4 separate regions of the Mus musculus genome follow, and regions 1, 2 and 3 are each linked to region 4. The links are chromatin contacts, called in public HiChIP or PLAC-seq and promoter capture Hi-C maps. All regions are on one chromosome and are shown on one strand. The core of a region is the stretch at or near the end of the contact, and the rest is flanking DNA. Distances in the headings are between cores, read along the strand shown. Region 1 holds the start of Nudc (nudC nuclear distribution protein). Region 2 holds the start of Gpn2 (GPN-loop GTPase 2). Region 3 holds the start of Nkain1 (Na+/K+ transporting ATPase interacting 1). Region 4 holds the start of Snhg3 (small nucleolar RNA host gene 3).

Region 1 (3,138 bases), core at 431-2,930, 1.2 Mb after region 4:
CCATCCCCAGTGACGGGTGGCAGGAGCCCGTCTCCTCGGGGACTTGGGGGCCTGGCTTTGGGTAAACTTGTCACTCTCTGACCCTCAGGTGCTTACAGAATGTAATATCTGGGTTTTCTACCTCTACCAGCTCATCTGCTACACACCCACTGTGTGAACTAGGTCTGGCCATTTAACATCACCTATGGGTTATTTGGGGGTTATTATATTTGTGGGTCTTACTATATATCCCTGATTGGCTTAGAAGTTGCTATACAGACCAGGCTAACCTCTAACTTGTAGCAATTTTCCTGCCTCTTCCTCCCCAGTGCTAGGACTCCAGTCACGCACCATCTTATCCTGACCAGCAAGATGAATCACTGGGTAAAATTGACTGCCTCAAAATCCTAGCAACTCAACCCTAAAAACCCAGATACTGGTGGCAGGAATAAACTGGCCCCTTAAAACTGTCCTGTCACAAACACTACTACTACTACTAATAATAATAATAATAATAATAATAATAATAAATTTCTTTGGTTTTGTTTTTTTTCTGAGACAAGGCTTCTCCGTGTAGCCCAAGCTGTACTAGAACCCATTCTGTAGACTAGGCTGGCCTCAAATTCAAAGATCCACCTGCCTCTGGCTCCTGAGTGCTGGGATTAAAGCAACACCCGGCTCCAAATAATTTTTTAAAGCAAGAAACCCTCAACAAATTCCCCAAATGCAAAGCCTAGTCTCTTCCGTGTCTGCATCCCCAGGACCCAGTCTTATTATGTGTCTGGTACACGACAATGACAAGTACTTAGGTGCTAGGCAGGGTGGCCCATATCCAAGTTCCCGCACTCTGAAGACAGAGGAAGAATAACCCTGATTTGGAAGTCACTTGGTCTATATAGCAAGTTCTGCGTAAGCCAGGGATATAGAGCAAGACCCTGACTCAAGAAAAAAAAACAACAGGAACTGATATTCCTAAGCTTCACCTCACAGACGAGGTAACTGAGGATAAACCAGGAGGGAGCTTAACCTACAGGTCTCCGGCTCACTTCCTCAGTCAGTATACTTTCAAGTATAAAGAGACCACGTGCTAACCGCCCCCCCGGGCTCTCACTACCCTACACAGTATTGATAGGCAGGCTCCACTTTGGGTAAGATGCAGATCATATCGAGAAGAGTCGGCCCAGAGATGCTCTAAAGAGTAACCACCATTAGGGATGCTCTACACAGTAACCATTAAAATGAAAGCAGAAACACCCGTGGAGCGCAGAGTGGGTGCGGAAGCTCTGGGGTCACTCTGGGACAACGAAAACTGCTCTTGGGGGCTAAGTGCAGGGCGCTGACGGCGTTGGAGCGAGACTTCACTCGCGGGCTGGGCAGACCGGAAGCTGGGACGCGGGGACCCGGGGACCCGCGCGGCCGGGGTGGGGGAGGTCTCGGCCGACCGCGGAGAAGGGCTGCGGCGCGGGCCACGTCGTTTACCTCCTGCACGCCGCCCTCGTGCTGCTGCGCCATGGCCAGCAGCATGCCGTCGAAGCGCTCCTCCTCCTGCTCCCCTCCCATCGTGCTGCGCCCCGAGCTCCGCACTCGCGTTCTGCGATGCCCGCGCTCCCCACGGTTCGCGCGGGCCCAACGGCTCCCCTCGCTAGCCTTCCGCAGCGGAGCCGGAAACACGCAGGAGCCGCCCGGCCGTGCGGGTTCGCCCTTCCCGGCTTTCTTCCCGCCTCCCCGCCCATCGGTGCCCATTGAGCTCCCGGAACACAACCCGCTTCTCTGGCCATTGGCTAAGCCGAGGAGCAAATCAACAGTCGCGGTCCCAAGGCAGTGGGCGGGGCTCGCTGCCGCAGAGTTTGGCTTGAGTTGCTATGGTCACCAGATACCTGGGAGCTTTCTAGAAAGCTCTGAGCTCACATCTTAATAGGGCTGGAAGTTTTGATCAAGTGATACTGTTAGCCTTCTCCTCCTACAAGCCGCAGTTAAGACTCAGGAAGAAAGCACTCACCAAAGGGTCAACCTACTAGACGTTTAAGAAAAGAGCACAAAACTGTAGTTTGAGTAGAACAGTTTTACAAACTGTTTGCACTAGGATTAATGCTCTTTCATTACTGTCTGAAAATCCTTAGTTTTTCTGTTTTTTTGTTTGTTTGTTTTGTCGTTGCTGTTGACGGCAGAGGTGATGGCTTGTTTTGTTTTGTTGAGACATGCCCCGTGTATCCAAGGCAAAGACAAACTTGTGTTCCTGGCCTGCCTGCCTTCACTTCCAAGCACTGAGATTGCATGCAGGCTTGTATAGCCTGAAGATTCCCCACCGCCGGCGCGTACATTTATTTATTACTTTGTAAACCTGAGAGTGCTATACTGTTACAAGATTATTACATTAACTTTTCCAGAGAGCCTGGCTATCTCACACCTTGGAATAGGAACTCTTAAGGGTTGAACGTCACTCCCAAAGAGCAGGTTCCTTCTATCAGATTGAGGTCTCTGAGAGCTGGTCTGGGTCATCTCCATGTTAGAAGCTGTGCTGATTAATTTTATATCAACTTGACATTAGAGTCAGCAGAGAGGAGGGTGCCACAATTGAGAAAATGCATCCTTAAGATCCTTCTGTAGGCAAACCTGTAGGGTGTTTTCTTAATTAGTGATTGATGGAGAAGGTCAGCCCACAGTGGGTGGGGCTATCTGTGGGCTAGTGGTCTTGAGTTCTATAAGGAAGCAACACCTTCTATGATCTCTGCATCAGCTCCTGCCTCCAGGTTCCTACCCTGTTTGAGTTTCTATTCTTACTTTCTTCAAAGATGGACTAATATGTGGAAATGTAAGCCAAATAAACCTTTTTCTCCCCAATCTGTTTTTGGTCATAGTATTTCATCACAGCAAAAGAAACCCTAGTACAAGCCAGGCAGTGGTGGCAGGTGCCTTTAATCCCAGCACTTGGGAGGCAGAGACAGGTGGATTTCTGAGTTCGAGGCCAGCCTGGTCTACAGAGTGAGTTCCAGGACAGCCAGGGCTATACAGAGAAACCCTGTCTCAAAAAAAAAGAAAAGAAAAAAGAAAAGAAGGAGGAGGAGAAGAAAAAGAAAAGAAAAGAAAAAAGAAGAGAAGAGAAGAGAAGAGAGAGAAGAGAAGAGAAGAGAAGAGAAGAGAAGAGAAGAGAAGAGAAGA
Region 2 (3,109 bases), core at 428-2,927, 1.2 Mb after region 4:
ATTCCTTTTTTTTTTTTTCCGGTTTTTCGAGACAGGGTTTCTCTGTGTAGCCCTGGCTGTCCTGGAAGTCACTTTGTAGACTAGGCTGGCCTTGAACTCAGAAATCCGCCTGCCTTTGCCTCCCAACCATTCCCTCTTCTTCTTACATCCTTTGAGGCAGGGTCTCATATGTAGCCCAGCCTGACCTCGAACTTAAATCTCTGCTCCATCTCCCAAGTGATGGAGCCTGCACCCCTGCCACACTTGAGCCACTTCTTTCTCTGGACTCTCGCTTCTTCCTTTGCAGGGCATCGGCCGGAAGGTGATGGAGCGCCAGGGCTGGGCTGAAGGCCAGGGCCTGGGCAGCAGGTGCTCCGGGGTGCCTGAGGCCCTGGATGGAGATGGCCAGCATCCTAGATGCAAGCGCGGCTTGGGGTGAGTGCACCTGAGGGGCTCCCTAGGCCATTGTCCAGCTGTGCTGCTGTCTGCTTTCCCTCTTGCCATTGTTTTGAGGTGGGTGTGGGCCCCTCTAAATGAACAGCTTCACAGCAGGTGTAGAAATAGATGACACTGTCCTTATTTTCATTTTAAACCCAATCCTACAACTTAAAGGATCACGGGGCCCTCAGGGAAGTCATTTCCTCAAGTCTGGGTTTTGGCTTCATAAGGGAGTCTGTTGTGGAAATGAAAATTCCCAGGTCCCTGATAGTTGACACTCCTCTCCAGAGGCTGGAGAGCAGAATTTGGAGACAATGCTTTGTCTTTGGTGCTGGAGGTGTGGCTCAGGAGTGAGTGTGTCCTTGCCCCGGGTTCTTGTGCTATGAGCATGAGACCGCTCTGATAGAACAAACCAGATATGTAGTAATTACTTCCTGTCTCTTGCTAACCTCTTTACTGGGCTTTGAAGAGAGCAGCCTTCTCACCAAGAGCTCTGTTTTATCCAGATACCATGGAGAGAAGTTACAGCCATTTAGGCAACTGAAGAGGCCCCGTCGAACTGGCTTGGGGCTCATTTCCACCATCTATGATGAGCCTCTGCCCCAAGACCAGGGGGAGACCTTGCTCCGGCGCCAGCCACCCACCAGCATGAAGTTTCGGACAGATATGACTTTTGTGAAGGGTTCTAGCTGTGCCTTGGACAGACCTGAGCCCGAGTGAGCCTATGTCCTTGGTCAGGATCACTCTGCGGCAGGGACTTAGCCCTCTGCCTGGATCTTGCCCTGTGGACCTGAGAAGCAGCCCAGAGCCTGGGAGCAGCCCTGAGCATGCCCAGTTTCTCTACCTCAAAGATGATATCACCAAAAGCCCCTCCGTCTCCTGGGGTGTTTGTGCCTAAAGGCCTTCCCTTGGTCTCCAGGCCCTAGTGCTTGTTTGGGTTTGCCCAGAACAGTGAAGATCTGGACTGCCTGTGGCACCGTCCAGTCGGGTTTGAGGGTTGTCTGAAGAGCTCCGTGAAGCTGGGAAAGGGGACCAGAGAATTGATCCAGAGAGCGTCGCGGTCCCTTACCACGTCTACCCTCTGCCTAGAGACGGATCGGTGCGAGAATAAACCAGTTTACCCGGCATGGAGATCTGCCTTAGTGAAGCCTGGGGAAATCTTAAAACCGGAGGTGTGCGGTTGCGTGACCACAGCCTATGCCGTGGCCGTGTGGGTGGGACTTCCTCTCCAGACAAGTTCCGGCGGAATCCGGAAGTCGGAACTTTTCCCTTCCTTGCCGGGTAGTTTGTTCGTTTTTCTGCTTGAGTTTACTTGGTGAGGCGCCCGTGGGCTGCCAGCTCCACCCATGGCGGGGGCCGCCCCGACTACGGCCTTCGGGCAGGCAGTGATCGGGCCCCCGGGCTCGGGGAAGACCACGTACTGCCTGGGCATGAGTGAGTTCCTGCGCGCTCTGGGGCGGCGCGTGGCGGTGGTGAACCTGGACCCCGCTAACGACGGACTGCCTTACGAGTGTGCGGTGGACGTGGGCGAGCTGGTGGGGCTGGGCGACGTGATGGACGCGCTGCGCCTGGGGCCCAACGGTGGCCTGCTCTACTGCATGGAGTACCTGGAAGCCAACCTGGACTGGCTGCGCGCCAAGCTGGAGCCCCTGCGAGGCCACTACTTTCTCTTCGACTGCCCCGGCCAGGTGGAGCTCTGCACGCACCACACCGCCCTACGCAGCATCTTCTCCCAAATGGCCCAGTGGGACCTCAGGGTGTGTCTCGGGTCGGGCAGAAGGAATCCCTGAGACCGGGAGGCGGATAGGTGCCACGCCCCCAAGTTACATTGGGAGATAGCGGCTGAGTTAAGTTTGAAGCAGAACTAAAGCCTCTGAGATAGAATTTTAGCTCGGCCCCAACTCATTTCATGGTCTTGGAAAGTCCTTTCACTCAGTTTTGTCATCTCTAAAATGAATGTGACAGTTCCCAATTTTAAAAACAGTGGAAGTGACTACACAGAAAGTGGCTTAGTGATTGGTTAGTTGGTGTTCAGAAGTGTGATGAAAGAGTAGAGAGGTAGGTGCAGTGTGATTTGAACCCTTTGTCCACTGCAGGAACTGTGCAAGAGACCTTGGAAGAGGTGTTGGAGATTAGCTCAGTGGTAGAGAACTTGTCTAACAAGCAGAGGCCACAGTCCCTGGGTTTGGTCCCCAGAATAGTAGGAAGGACAAAATGGTAAAATTGCCCCCTATCTTCTTGGAGGAGGACATGATGTTATTAAATTTAAATTAAGTTGCCTGGCGGTGGTGGTGCACGCCTTTAATCCCAGCATTTGGGAGGCAGAGGCAGGCTGATTTCTGAGTTCGAGGCCAGCCTGGTCTACAGAGTGAGTTCTAGGACAGCCAGGACTACACGGAGAAACCCTGTCTTGGAAAAAAAAAATTAAGAACAAGAGGCAGGAAAATATCTCAGGCCTGTAACCCCAGCAATGTGGTGTGGAGGCAGAAAGAGTTCTGGGCCATCAAGCCCTGTCTCAAGCAGGCACATGAACAGGAAATAGAACAGTACTAAGGAAGGAATAGAACAGTACTAAGGAAGGAATAAAACAGTACTAAGGAAGGAATAGAACAGTACTAAGGAAGGAATAGAACAGTACTAAGGAAGGAATAGAACAGTACTAAGGAAGGAATAGAACAGTACTAAGGAAGGG
Region 3 (3,002 bases), core at 205-2,704, 1.8 Mb before region 4:
GAGAATGACGCCTGACAGACCAGGTGGCCTTCTGAGGGGCAAAACACCAACACACCAATGTGGGAGGAGAGGAGGTTCTAGCATGGCCCAAGAGGACGATGCTGTGAACAGCAGGCGCCGCAGGGCCGGTGACTCAAGGAAAGGTGAGAGGACAGAGGCCACCAGCACATCTCACTCAAAGCTTCCCACCACCCTGCGCACCTGTGGGGAGGAGCAGGTGCTGGCCGGAAGGCAGATCCAGACCACGGGACCCATAGGAATGAGGCCCCAGGCTCCTCCACAGACCCGATGCTATCAGCAGTTCCTACACAACAGTGTCTTGAGTAGAAGCATAACACAGTTCCAAGGGAGGCAGGAGACCCCCGTCTCTTCTCTATCACCCTCCCAATACATAGGCAAGGACCTCAGCTACTCTTAGCCTCCGGATTCACTCTGTTGCCCTCCAGTTAAAGACCTCATTTTCCCCCAAACTGGGGCCAGCACAGAGCCCCGAGATGCTCTGATTCTTCCCAAGACACTCAAGTGTCCTCATCCAATGGGACCAGGGAACTCTTTACCTGACCCCACCTCACCCGCTGCTGATAGAACAGATGGCTCATGGGACGCTGGAGGACTCGGTGGTCAGACTAAAGAGAACCACAGAGTGAGTCCGGTGCCTGCCAGGTTAGGCTGGCCCGTGATACATCAATTCCTGATCACCCCCCTCAAGGAGGTAGTTCTCCATCCCTGGCCACCCAGTCAGGAGGGTGCTGGGAGGCAGGAAAGCAGCACAAAGGACGGCCGAGGGTTCTCAAAGAGTCTCAGGTCCCACCACCCAAACAAGAAGCAGAAATGGCCAGAGATCTAAAAACATTCCAGAGACATAATACAGGAGCAGAAAGAGACTTTGTGAGAAACGCTCACAGGGGCGGAGCCCAGAGGGATGAGGTACCCACGGAATCAGCGATCTGGAGGGGAACATTCGGGCAGGGACCTCTCCGAGTACACAGACCAGCCTCGGACACACCCCCAGCCCCAAGGGAGCCACAGTCCTGGGGCGCAGCCCCCCAGCGGGAGCCCACGCACCCATTGCGAACCGACGCGTGCAACCCGGGAGCGTTGGACCGTGCGCGCGAGCGCGGGGCTGAGGCGAGGAGCGCACACAAAGGGACAAGCCGGCCCGCGCGGGGCAGACTCCGCCCGGCCACCCCGCACCCCGGGTGGCGCCCACGCACCGCCGCCGCCCCACCCCGCTCCGCGCGGCTCACCAGCTGCAGGCAGCAGAAGGCGACCAGCGTGCAGCGGCCGCTGCACTTGCCCATGGCTCCTCCTCGCGCCGCGCGGGGCCGCGTCGTCTCGATGGCGCCCCGGGGCGGTGGGGCCGGCGACTAGGGCCGGGTCTCCAGAGCCGCGGCCGGCCGGCCGCACCCCAAGTGCATGGTGCGCCCGGTCCGCGCGGGCTCCGCCGCGCCTCCTTTGTCTGCGGCCGGCCGTCGGCACACCTCCCGCCCGCGGCGCCGGCCAGCGCGCAGCGGCCCCCGCAGGCACCGAGCGCGGCGCGGTGCAGCACTGCCCAGCTGGGGCAGCCGCCCGGGCGCTCGGCAGCCGCCGCTTCCCGGCCCACCACGTGGCTCGGCCGCCACCCCGGAGGGAGGCGAGGGAGGGGCGGAAGAGCGAGGGGGCGGGGGAGGGGAGGGGCGTGGAGCGAAGTGGAAGAGTGCGGGTCCTGCGCGCTGGCAGCTCTGGGTCGCGTCCAGACTGCTGTTCCTTAGCCGTGTCACCTTGGGCAGATCACATTACCTCTCTGGACCACCCCCGCCCAGGGGCCTCAGGGGCAAAGTAGGAAAAAAGTCTCTTGGATGCAGTCCTGTAAACCCAACAGTAGCCCTTAGCTTGGCCAGCTGAGGGAGTTGGAGCCACCCTACCCTGGAGTTCCAACTTTGCCCTTTATTTTCATTTGAGTTTTCAGCCCAGCTCGCCAGCCCTCCTGGTTTCCCGGCCACATTTTCTTCTTTCTGTCTTTCCTTCAGAACCTGGTATATCTTGGGTTTATGAAAGCCAGAGTGCGCTTGAAGCGGTCTTCCGTTCTCTTGACTCTTCATAGCTCAGGGACCGGAATAGTCCGGTCCCCAGTTTGGCTTCTCAGAGATCCTCCTGCTTCAGCCTCCCAAATTCCAGATAAACGCGTTTTAAAACACGCAAGACAAGTGGATAGAAAAGCCCTGGATTTGATCCTAGTACTCTCAACAGTGACAAAACAAAAGGCCCCCCAGGTATTCCCAGAATCAACCATCGCACACTAAACACACACACAAGCACATGCACACACGCACACACCACCAAAAAGCAACTGGGATAACAGTGGGGACTCTTCTCAGCCACTGTTAGGGAATGGCAGCTGTGTCCAGCCAGTTTCCATGATTAGCTAGGCTTCCTGGAGTCTGTCCCAGACTCTATACCCAGAGCATAACTTTACGTGGGGACTGGGACCCAGCTTTTATCAAAGTCTCCAAAGAGTCCTGTTTCCCACAAAGGAAGCGCCAGCCCGGTCCCCACTGGATCCCCTGGAGGCTTCGGGTGAGCCCATGTCAGTTCTCTCTTCCATGCTGACAGTGTGCTCAGAAGCCCTCACCGACCCAAGCACTGGACACATGATGCCTCTCTCCTTACAGTGACTGGGTTCTGCTAGGCTCTGACCAGCTCTGCCAGGCTCTTGAATGTCCCAAATGCCACAGACCCAAGGCCTGGCCACCTCACTCCAAGTCTGAGCTACCCTCTGTCCAAGGTCATTTATTTCAATCCTGCCCTACTAAATCCCAGGCTTCCACGCCCTCTGGCCCCTCTCTGCTTTTAGGTTTGTTCTTTATTTATTTATGTTGTATGTCTGTGTTTAGGTTGACACATGCTAGAGCACCCTGTGGCTCTCAGAGGACCATGAGTAGGAGTTAGCTTCCTCTATGTGGGTCCCAGTGATCAAACTCAGGTCTTCAAACTCAGTAGCAAGTGTCTTCACAAAAAGCCAT
Region 4 (3,041 bases), core at 444-2,943:
GGAACAGAAAAATGACATATATGGTTTATATAATATGGTCTGGGGGAAACCTGTTGGGACCTCAAAAAATGAGAACCATGGTGAAGGTTCTCAAATCTAGACATAACCTATCAAAAGAAATGTATTTACCAGAGTTAAGTAGGCAGAAAAGCTTGCCCCAGCTTCTAATGGCCGAGGCTGTAACAGACAAAATTTTAGCACGCTGTATATAATAACTATTCAGTAGGTGCCCCCGCTGATTCTCTTCTTTCCTGGAAGAGGGGAAAAAAAAAACAACACAAACATCAGGTTCCTAAAGTTGACATACCAAAAGCCTTAGGAATTTAAATTTTTGTTTCCTGCATGGTTTGTCTCCTCAGTCATGGTCCACGGGACTCTGAGAAGTCGTAGGAATATGCAGGCGCAGACTCGAAAGCCCAGCTTCATCTCCAACGTTGTGGAAAGGGACTGTACATCACCGGGCAATGCCCTAAGCTCCCGTTCGCCACTAGGACAGAGCCCGGGGAGAGTGACCTCCCGGGATATCCACGTTGGAATGTCTGGTTAGCACCCAAACGTTTAGTCAACTTCAACAGGCGACTACACCCCCCCCCCCCACACACACAGTGTATATCACTAATAACGTACACATGGAGCAGAAAGCACTAAGCCAGCCTCAGGGTGAACGTACCTCCATCAACAAAGTACCTGAAATCATTGACCGGGTCTGCAAGAGAAGACTTTAATCAGTAAGTTAAACCCTTAGAGTACTCGGACGCACCCCCAGATTGCATGACTTAAAAAACTGTTTCCTGCATGGTTTGTCTCCTCAGTCATGGTCCACAGGACTCTGAGAAGTCGTAGGAATATGCAGGCGCAGACTCGAAAGCCCAGCTTTATCTCCAACGTTGTGGAAAGGGACTGTACATCACCGGGCAATGCCCTAAGCTCCCGCTCGCCACTAGGACAGAGCCCGGGGAGAGTGACCTCCCGGGATATCCACGTCGGATAGTCATGGTAATGTCTTTTTTTTTGACAAAATGCCACAGGGTCCTTTTGCCAGACCTCCAGCTGGAGGAAAAACCCCAAAAACGCCTGTCTCCAGAGTGCTGTGACTACAGACTTCAGCCACCTTTTCAGATCTTGAAGCAAACAGAACACAACACCCCCATCGGAACCAAACTATCCAGAAATTATCTACCTAAAAAAGGGTCCTCTGAAAAATGGGAGATTAATGAACAAAAAACTGCAGAAATCCCGTTACAAGGTGAAGAGAAAGTATAACTGGGAAGCAAGGCGAAATGATTAAGTTAAAACCGAACGCTGGAAGGCGGCTAACACTTCAAATCACAAGGCAGGAACCAAAGACCCTGTCCTCTTAAAGTGAACATTAAAGGAAAGTGCGTAGACCAACTCAGTCTCCCAGGCAATAATCCTGCGAGCGTTGGGATCCCCGAAAGAAAACGGTTACTGGGCTCGGAGGCGCGTGACCTCACGCCATGCTCGGCTAGTGAGCCCGGCCTCCCACACCGGGTCCGCCCAGCCGCGACCCTGCCTGTCTGCGGAGCCCGTGCGGGACCGCGCGGGCAAACCCTCAGCAGCCGAGAGCAGCGCACTGTACTCACCAAGAACAAGCACACCAAGAGAGCGACGCCTAGAGAGACAGACCCGCGCCGACGCAGCCATATTTATACCTTAAGTAACGCCCGGAAGTCAGGCGTGGTCGACTATGCCTGCGCCTGCGCAGGGTTACGCTCACTTAGAAGCATTGGAAATGCGCTAAGGCTGATGGGATCGAGAACTTTTACCCTACTAAGGTGTTGGCGGTCTTAGCGTGAAATTGTTGAGCTTGTGAGGTTTGTCCTCTCGGCCTGGATACACTGGTATATGCAAAATGAAAAAAAAAAAAAAAGCCTAGAGAAATATTTTCTAGATTCCAGAGTTTGAATCTACTTTGTTTGTGGAAGGAACAGTTGATACAGAACATAGATGCTACAATTAAAAACTTCCCATGGAGGGGGCCTGAGAGGTGGCTTAGTGGTTAAGATTCCTGGTTGAAGGCGGGAGGGTGGCGCACGCCTTTAGTCCTAGCACTCAGGAGGCAGAGGCAGGCGGATTTCTGAATTTAAGGCCAGCCTGGTCTACAGAGTGAGTTCCAGGTCATCCAGGGCCACACAGAGAAACCCTGTCTCGAAAAAACAAAAACAAAACACTAATGCTGTTTCCCAGATTTTTAAGACATGAAATTAAGCCTGATGAATGTTGTTGTGAAATATTTATTTGAAAGAATGGCTGTCTGGGCGTGATGGTGTAGGTTTTTCTGTTTTGTTTTTTGAGTCAGGGTTTCTCTGTATAGCCCTGGCTGTCCTGGAACTCTTTGTACACCAGGCTGGCCTCGAACTCAGAAACCCGCCTGCCTCTGCCTCCAGAGTGCTGGGATCAAAGGCGTGCGTCACCACACCCAGCTCCCATTGAGCCATCTTGTTGGCTCTGCCCTCTCCTTTCTGACATGGTTTTTCAGACCTCAGTCTCTCTCCACGAAAAACAGTGGGCAGTGTGAACCTTCAGAACAACCTTCTGGAGATGTTTTAACCCCAAAGCTGCAGGAACAAGGGGAGACCTAATAATCTGGACCACGGGAACATGGGATCAGAGAAACATCCAACAAAAAGTTCTGACTACTGGTTTCTTTTCACGCTTAGGGAAGGGTAATGTGCCAAGTGCCAAGCAGCAAATGAGTCACTGCTGAGGTGCCCTGGGCAGAAACTGGGCAGCCTGCCAGAGAGGACAGGCAGTACCAGCCACTCTGGTGACACCAGCCTGGTGACACCAACCTGAGGTTCATTCAGCTGTGGGCCATATTGAGTTAATCCTTGTAAGGGACTGTTGAAACTCCTTGTTCTCAAACATATGTAAAAATGGCATTTGTCAGCTGGGCGTGGTGGCACATGCCTTTAATCCCAGCACTCTCGAGGCAGAGGCAGGCAGATTTCTGAGTTCAAAGCCAGCCTGGTCTACAAAGTGAGTGCCAGGACAGCCAGGGCTACACAGAGAAACCCTGT

Evidence for each region. Promoter capture Hi-C pulls out the DNA fragments that hold promoters and counts their contacts. HiChIP or PLAC-seq counts read pairs in DNA pulled down with a chosen protein or histone mark.
Region 1: a contact with region 4 is called in a promoter capture Hi-C map of liver, with 3 times the contacts expected there. The contact joins the promoter of Nudc here to the promoter of Snhg3 in region 4. A contact is called at or near these places in 2 of 39 promoter capture datasets (liver and pre-B cells) and 1 of 9 other capture datasets (adipose tissue).
Region 2: a contact with region 4 is called in an H3K27ac HiChIP or PLAC-seq map of microglia, with 5 times the contacts expected there. The contact joins the promoter of Gpn2 here to the promoter of Snhg3 in region 4. A contact is called at or near these places in 1 of 39 promoter capture datasets (pre-B cells) and 2 of 115 datasets of contacts at active chromatin or transcription factors (microglia and pancreatic cancer cells).
Region 3: a promoter capture Hi-C map of hippocampal neurons shows a contact between it and region 4, with 3 times the contacts expected there. The contact joins the promoter of Nkain1 here to the promoter of Snhg3 in region 4. A contact is called at or near these places in 1 of 39 promoter capture datasets (hippocampal neurons) and 1 of 484 Hi-C or Micro-C datasets (B cells).

What each region holds. Positions count from the first base shown.
Region 1 is chr4:133,544,347-133,547,484 of GRCm38.p6, forward strand. Nudc (nudC nuclear distribution protein) reads right to left here and starts at 1,681. Exons shown (of 8, transcript NM_010948.3): 1 at 1,459-1,681. The coding sequence starts at 1,539.
Region 2 is chr4:133,582,696-133,585,804 of GRCm38.p6, forward strand. It overlaps Gpn2 (GPN-loop GTPase 2), which reads left to right and starts at 1,678. Exons shown (of 5, transcript NM_133884.2): 1 at 1,678-2,174. The coding sequence starts at 1,764. Gpatch3 (G patch domain containing 3) reads left to right here. Exons shown (of 7, transcript NM_172876.2): 6 at 287-414; 7 at 924-1,547. The coding sequence ends at 1,137.
Region 3 is chr4:130,572,582-130,575,583 of GRCm38.p6, forward strand. Nkain1 (Na+/K+ transporting ATPase interacting 1) reads right to left here and starts at 1,455. Exons shown (of 7, transcript NM_025998.4): 1 at 1,248-1,455. The coding sequence starts at 1,301.
Region 4 is chr4:132,351,993-132,355,033 of GRCm38.p6, forward strand. Snhg3 (small nucleolar RNA host gene 3) reads right to left here and starts at 1,694. Exons shown (of 3, transcript NR_003270.2): 1 at 1,605-1,694; 2 at 671-706; 3 at 1-251. It overlaps Snora73b (small nucleolar RNA, H/ACA box 73b), which reads right to left and starts at 534; the gene lies at 330-534. It overlaps Snora73a (small nucleolar RNA, H/ACA box 73a), which reads right to left and starts at 987; the gene lies at 783-987. RefSeq lists a cis regulatory region at 1,433-1,952.